2 separate regions of the Sus scrofa genome follow, and region 2 is linked to region 1. Evidence: chromatin contacts called from public HiChIP or PLAC-seq data. All regions are on one chromosome and are shown on one strand. The core of a region is the stretch at or near the end of the contact, and the rest is flanking DNA. Distances in the headings are between cores, read along the strand shown. Region 1 overlaps TTC28 (tetratricopeptide repeat protein 28). Region 2 overlaps TTC28 (tetratricopeptide repeat protein 28).

Region 1 (3,758 bases), core at 1,200-3,699:
TGAGAGCTCTATGCATCAAAAACTATGAAACATTGATGAAATAAATTGAAAAAAAGCACAAATAAATAGAAAGCTATCACTTGCTCATGGACTGGAAGAATTAATATTGCTAAAATGTCCATACTATCCAAAGCCATCTATATAGAGTCAATGTAAACCCTATCAAAATTAAAATGGCATTTTTCATAGAAATAGAAAAAAAAGCCCTAAAATGCATATGGAACCACAAGAAACCCTGAATATCAAAGAAATTTTGAGGAAGAACAAGCTGGAGGCACCACAATTTTTTACTTCAAATTATATTACAAAGATAATATAATAAAAACATTATGGTACTAGCATAAAAACAGACACACAGACCAACAAAACAAAATCAACAGCCCAGAATTAAACCCACAATATATGGTCAACAAATGTTTGACAAGGAAACCAAGACTACTCAATGGGGAAATGATAGTCTTTTCAGTAAATGGTGTTGGAGAAACTGTGTATCTGCATGCAAAAGAATGAAACTGGACCTCTAAATCACACTATTTACAAAAAAACCAGGTGGAAATGGATTAAAGATTTAAACATAAGATCTGAAACCATAAAACTCCTGGGAAAAAAACAGAGAAAAAGCTCTGTGACATCAGTCTTGGCAATAATATTTTGGACATGACGCTAAAAGCAGAAAGAAACAAAAAAGCAAAAACCAACAAGTGGTACTACATCAACCTAAATGATTATACACAGCAAAAGAAACAATCAACAAAATGAAAAGGCAACCTAAGGAATGAGAGAAAATATCTGCAAACCGTATATCTGATGGCACAATCTCCCATGATCACTGCAATACTATTTACCATAGGGAAGACATGGAAACAACTTAAGTATCTATCAATGGATGGTTGGATTTTCAAAATGTATTTTACAAATATACAATGGGCCGTTACTCAGCCATAAAAAAGGAGGAAATTTTGTCACTGAGACAACATGGGTGGACCATAAGGACATTATGTTAAGTGAAATGTCATACAGAAAAAGACAAATAGTATATAATCTCACTTATATGTATAGTCTAAAAACAATCAGACCCATAGAAACAGTATAATAATAGTCGCCAGTAGCTAAAGCGTGGGGGATATGGGGAGATGCTGGTCAAAAGGTACAAACTTTAAGATATAAGATGAGTAAGTTCATGAAATCTAATGTGCAGCATGATGACTAAGGTTAATAATACTATATTTCATACTTGAAACTTGCTATGAGAGTAGGGCTTTAATGATCTCATAAACAACAAACACAAAATGGTAATTATGTGAGGTAGAGGATGTGTTAACTAATCTTATTGTGGTAAAACATTCTTCAATATACATGTGTATCAAATAATCACACTATACACTTTAAACTTATACAATGTTAAGTATAAGTTACATATCAATAAAGCTGGGGGAAAAAGAGATGAAGAGATCAAATAACAACATGTATTGCAGGCCGCCCGATAACCACCTTCAACTTTCAATAGATCAGAATATCCTGAAGGGTGAGGCTACGTATTTCAGTACCTTTCTTTTAATATCTTCCCATACATGATATAAAACTATGATGATGATAAAGATTAAAAGATTTTTGAGTGTTTCTTATGTGTCAGGCATTGTTCTAAAGGCTTTATACATATTAAGTCACTCAATCCTCACAGCAATCTTGAGAGATTGGTGCTGTAATTATGCCCATTTCCCAGATGAAGAAACTGAGGCAGAGAGCAACTAAGCATTTTGTCCAAGGTCACAAAGCCAGTTAGTGATATAATTGGGATCCAAAATCTGGCCATCTGATTCTAGCAGTCAGGTTCTTTACAAGCATGCTAGATATAGGTGACTCTATAGCCTATATCCTGGTGGGACCTGGGACTGTCCCCATGGTAAATTATATAGTCACCCTAGCTAAACAACACTGTAAAATCCCATCACATTGGCAGTGAAGGGGGGCCACTTGTGAATGGGGCATCTTAGTGATTAAAATGGAGAGAAATCGGCATATGATCCAAGTGGTTTCTATATTACCAGGAAAAAGAACAGTTCAGCTGGATTCTTATGTAGAATTCTACTGCCCTGGAGGATAGAGGGGAATAGGGGAGAAAGATTCTAATAGTAATTCAAAGAAAGATTTAGTGCACAGGTGCTTCTTACTCCCTTTGTTACACACAAAAGTAGTATGAGTTCTTCACTGATAACAAAGAAAATGTCTTTCTCCATCAGGCATTTAAGAAGTACCAGAAGTTGTCAAGGCAGACATGCCAGCTCGCCGGATGGTGCCACGAACTGGAGAACACCATCTGTTTTGTTAAGGTTGACAGTCTGAAATTTCTGGTTAAACTCCAGATCTCCTTGTTATGAAGGGCTTGATAACTTTTAGTCCATTACCTTCTGCTTACTGAGTCACAGAGCATATTACATCTCCCTCCAGAGCACTCCAACAGCTGGGCCACGTTACAAGCCATCTTTGTCTTAGTCGGTATTAGATAATGGATTTGATGGGACCTTCCATTTGAATCAGGGAAAGTCAATTACAGAATTTGCTGTTGTTTGAAATCAGTGGCCAGCTCAGACATTCTGGCTCAAGAACACAAATCTGTTACTTTTTTTTGCCACTGGGGTTGTTCTGATGAGGACTTGCTTTGCAAGCACATTGGACACATAACAACAAAGCATTTACTTCACTTTTTAATTGCTCTTGGAAATATTTTAAATGGCACCAATGCAATTTTTACTAGAAAATGAAAGTGTTCACTTCCCAGAGCAACTTAACTCTTCAAAGGAGGGCAGAAAGGAGCACTTTCTGAAACGTGTTGAAAACTGAGAGCCTGTATTCAGAATCTAACAAGGCTGTTTGAAAGTCAAGTGGGGACAGGCTGAGTCAGCAATACCAACTAAAAGTCGCATTCCGGCTTTAATCCAATTCAACAAATGCATTTTCTGCTGTGTCTGAGAGAGCCTTAAGAAGAATTTCTGAAACAACAAGCTGAAAATGGTTCTCGATGAAAGCTACTTTTTGAAGGCACCATGAAATTATTAATTATGCTGAAGAGAGTCTTAAATACTTAAGCCTCTTGTGGATTTCATGCTAGAGAAGAGGGGCAAGTTTAGGCTGTGGTCTATGAGCAGCCATGCTTCTGCCCTGCATTCGGTCTCTAGGTGTGTCTGGGCGTTCAAATGGGGACAAGTGAATGAGAATGAAAAGAAGCTTTGGGTAAAATACACTGAATTCTAGTTTTTTCCAGTTACAAGGTCAAGTTGTCCTAGTCACTTAAAAACATGAGAGCTTCAGCTCTTTCCTAAATAATTGTATCCATTCTCTTTAGAGAGGCAGGCAGCATGACACAGTATATAGAGCACTGACTTTAGATCCAGGCAGCTCTGGGATCAAACCCCACACTTGCTGTGGGACCTTTGCCAAATTATCCCCTCTGTTCTTTAAGTTTTTTATTTCTAAATGGGAATAATAAGCCCTATCTTTCTGACTTTTAAATTAAACAATGAAACTTCAGAGGAAGCTACACCAAGTATAATGTTAGCACACTGGAGGCATTCCATAAGTGAAATGACTTTTATTATCATGACTTTTATGCCACTTCAAAGGTGTGTTGAAGAGATCACAAAGGCCTTTCATATATTCTCTATGGAAACTGTTATTTGAATACTTAAAAAGTGAAACTAATATTGGCTTTCTAAGACTAGAAGATAAATGCAGACGAGAACAAACTGTTAAGTTTAGGT
Region 2 (3,797 bases), core at 1,010-3,509, 260 kb after region 1:
CAGTAAAGGACAACCAGCCTAAAAGGGCATAGATTCTACATGCTCTAGGAATTCAGGGGTAGATAAAATCACTGTGTTTCTTCAAGAAGGAGTGGGAAGAAGAGCATCTTGGTGTTAGTACCCAGAAGTGAGGGAGCAAAGCTATGGCTAACATGATTAACCATGTTCCGGTGGCTTCTCTGTGAAAAGGTAGCAAACTCTAATTGAATACTCCAGAGCCTATTATCTTAAATGTTAGTATTTATTTAAACCCAGAAAATAAGCAGAGGAAATAAGAGTAAAGAGCTCCCCTTCAGCCCTTTAATCCTGTACCACCACTGCATGCTCAGTTAGAAACAAAGAAACCTAGAACCTACGGTCATTCTCTTACAGTGAGTCCAGAATTTACAAAAGTCAGCACTGGTAGCAGCTGACAGAGCACCATAACAAGTTACCAACCAATCTTAGTCATAAGCCTAGTTATAGCAAATGCTGCTTGGGGCGGCATTCTAAGATGATCTTCCTAGCTTTGTTAAAATCACATCAAAGCAGTATCACTTATCATCTGCAGTGTAAATGGTTTTTATGAAACAGTTTGACTAAACACATGGCATGTGACTCTACCACTACAAATGTGTTAGCAGACCCAGCCAGAAACCACGACATGATCTGATCATGTGAATATTCTTGCAAGAGTGAAAAAATGAACCTAATCTTTGCAAAGGCTTACTGGTGCCCTACCCAAGTTGAATACTCTTTCAAGGAAGATTCCAATCCCATGCAGAAGAAGGAGGAATGGTTCTCAAGCCATCACCAAATTATCACACAGTATTTGATGGCTCAGCTTATTTTTTAATCTTCCATGAACTTTGCAGAATTTGGATATCTGGATCCTTATAACATGATGATTTGGGATTATGAACACAGTGAATAAACACAACCTTCTGGTATAGCAATTTAAGCATCGGAGAGTGAGTAAATACTGCAGAGTGAATCCTAACACTTGAAACAGAATCTTCCAGAGTCCAGAAATACACCTGACTGCCAAGAATAATACTTCCGTGGTTCAAGCAATACCAGTACCCAGAGGGGTTTCCACAGACATAACCACATGAGTTACTGCATATTGGGTACAATAGAGAAAACAGACATTTATGAATGTATAGTTTGCAGACATCTTAAAAGTACTCATAAATATGTAATTTACAAATACAGAAGAAATTGGAGTTAGGGCTTCAGGAATACACAGCATCTGTTTAATTGCTTAATTATATGGTTACTTCTATGGGTTCTCCTCATCCTAACTGATTTTTATGGGGGGGGGGGAGACGTATTGATCTAACTGAAATAAATGAAACCAATCTCACTGAAAGAAGCTCCATGATAAGAACTAATATATGAGAGATTCTGACTTCAGAATGAGGTAGAAATGACTTCGTTTCAGGCAGCAAATTAGATATCAAAAAAAAAAAAAAAAATCTTTCAATTCACCAGGCTGTACTGAAGGAGGGTTTGTTAGATTTTCTAGTAATAAAACAAATGCACAATATCTTCTTATGCATTTCACACATGATTTCTATTTCATCTCTGATGTAAAACATGGTATCACACATCATGCCACAAAGAAAGAGTCAGTTTAGCTAGTTAAAGTAAAACACCAGGCAGCTGCTAACAGAGACAGGTCACTGCTGGGGAGGGGCACAGCACATTCAGTTTGCTATGTTTTCCTTCGGAAGAATGTCAATAAAAACCACGGCCAAATGAGGTATTTGAAGAAGGGGGAAAAGTCCTGCTATGCAGGGAACCACTAGGTTCACCTAACAGCGCCAGACAGACAAGTTAGCAAAAGGGAGCCCTAACCAAAGCTACAGCCGCCAACAACTTGAAGAAAGCTGTCTTTCTCCCTGAACGTCCTGGGGTAGCGACCGGTCCCACATTTAGAAACGTTATTTCTGGGACCAATAGCAATTTATTTTCATAGAACCACTGGATTTTTTTTTTCCTTGAGTTCTCAACAAAGGAGCCATATTAGGAAATAATCTCACAAAAAGCAAAGTGCCCCCTCCCCCTCTTCCCCACGATCGATGCACACACGCCCGTGCACGCTGACACGCACACACACCCGTGACAATGGCCGGCGCGTGCACTCAATGCGGGCCCACGCGGCGCCCAGGAGCCCCGCGGGCAGAAGGCCCAGCCCCCGGCCCTCACACTGGAGGCCCCTCAGCCCCCCTGCCCGGGAACCAGCTGCTGGGCGGTTGTACTAGGGATGCTCGCCCCCCAGCGGGGCCCTGGGGAAGCGGCTGCCAGCGGCTCAGAGCCTATTAACCCCTTGGGGAAGTAGGTGCTACAAAGCCACCTGAGGGGACACTGGAATGTGCCGGGGATACAGCCCCAAATGGCCCCCATAGACGAGGCGCCACCGAGTCCTTAGACCCTGGCAGCTCTTGACTGGCTCCTGCAAAGCTAATGTGTCGCTGGTTCCGCCAGGCTTCTAAAGCAGAGGGATGTTTCTGAGCTGTCACCCTTGAGAGTCCCAGCATACCAAGAAGGAAAAACTTAAGAGGGCAGTGGATGCAGACCAGACTTGGTAAACTCGTCCCTAAGGGACTGGCCTAAGACCTAAAGGGACAGATCTGCTTGGACCTGCCCGGCCAGCAAACTATGGAAGGGGTGGAGGGGCCCGAGGGCAACCGCCCCCTGTCACCCCTCCCTGAGTCGGGCATCAGGGCCCCGTCCCCATTCCGGGACACTTACCTTCTTCCGGGGCTGCCATTTCATCATATTTGTACAGCCGATACGTGGAACATCAAGATGCTGGCTGGGGGCTGGGGGCAGATGCAGGGCAGCCGCGACTGCAAGTCATGCTGCCTCCCTCCCACCCCCTAATTCTTTCCCATATTCACTGTGAAGGGAGAAAGCCCAGGAGAGTCCAGTCTTTTCGCCTTCAGTTCAATGGAAAGTATCCCCAAACCACGATCACACTTCCCACCGGGCTAGGAAGTCCCAGCAGCAACCAGCGTACTCCAGCCAGAGCGGAGCATTTTCCCCTCAGGCCAGTGTCTGCGAAAGAAGCCTGCGGCAGGGGGTCTCCAAGCCGGCTACAGAGACCCTCCCTCAGAGAGATCGAGCACGCAAGCTGCTGCAGAAACCCAGCCGGGCTTCTGCCATCCAAACCCCTTTTGGCGAATTCTCCTCTTCTCAAAAAAGATTAGACAAGCAATCAAACCCTCACGCGCAGCCTGGAGCAATTCCCAAAATTCTGGGTGTATTTCTCGTTTGTAAAATTTAGCAAAGAAAATTCCAAAGATCTGTAATCAGAGCTTCTTTACGCTGTTGTTTTCTCTTCCTTCTTGGATAACTTGGGGAAAGGATCTGCTCTTTCCGAAATGCCTACCTTCCCTGAACACTGTAAATAGGAAAACTTGGTTTGTGTGTTTAGATTTTTTTTTTTAATTCCCAAGAACCTTAGTGGGGAAAGGCTGGAAGGAAATCCTGCAAGAACCCAACTCCACAGCTCAGTCTGCACTAATGACTTCCTTCCCTTAGTGCAAGCACAGCCTGCCCAGCTCCAGCCACACAGAGCAAATGGTTTCTGGGTCTTAGTGCCACGACATCTGCTCCAAAGCAAAAAAGTAAAAGCAAGCATACAGTTTCAGAGGCCCCCAGCAGCTTCCAAGGCATCAGAGCTAGAACAGACCTATCGAATCAGGAAACCATTTCAAACAACCTAGATTTGTGAATTATATCAGGAGAAAAAAAGGAATAGAAAAGATTTCTAAACCAAAGGGCTATAAAATCTAAAAGTGTGACTTTGA

The links. HiChIP or PLAC-seq counts read pairs in DNA pulled down with a chosen protein or histone mark.
Region 2: an H3K27ac HiChIP or PLAC-seq map of skeletal muscle shows a contact between it and region 1, with 4 times the contacts expected there. The contact joins two enhancer-like sites. A contact is called at or near these places in 2 of 47 Hi-C or Micro-C datasets (embryonic fibroblasts and skeletal muscle) and 1 of 2 datasets of contacts at active chromatin or transcription factors (skeletal muscle).

Annotation. Positions count from the first base shown.
Region 1 is chr14:45,470,767-45,474,524 of Sscrofa11.1, forward strand. All of the region lies in intron 6 of TTC28 (tetratricopeptide repeat protein 28), which reads right to left. Among named protein-coding and RNA genes, the nearest start is that of PITPNB, 220 kb to the left of the region's middle. Within about 2 kb of position 2,450, at least 8 of the 83 cell types and tissues checked have an H3K27ac peak or open chromatin away from gene starts, as enhancers often do. A contact at or near this core is called in skeletal muscle, where this site is marked.
Region 2 is chr14:45,734,157-45,737,953 of Sscrofa11.1, forward strand. The region is part of intron 2 of TTC28 (tetratricopeptide repeat protein 28); the gene reads right to left. It also overlaps a transcript of CHEK2 not described here. Among named protein-coding and RNA genes, the nearest start is that of TTC28, 190 kb to the right of the region's middle. Within about 2 kb of position 2,260, at least 62 of the 83 cell types and tissues checked have an H3K27ac peak or open chromatin away from gene starts, as enhancers often do. A contact at or near this core is called in skeletal muscle, where this site is marked.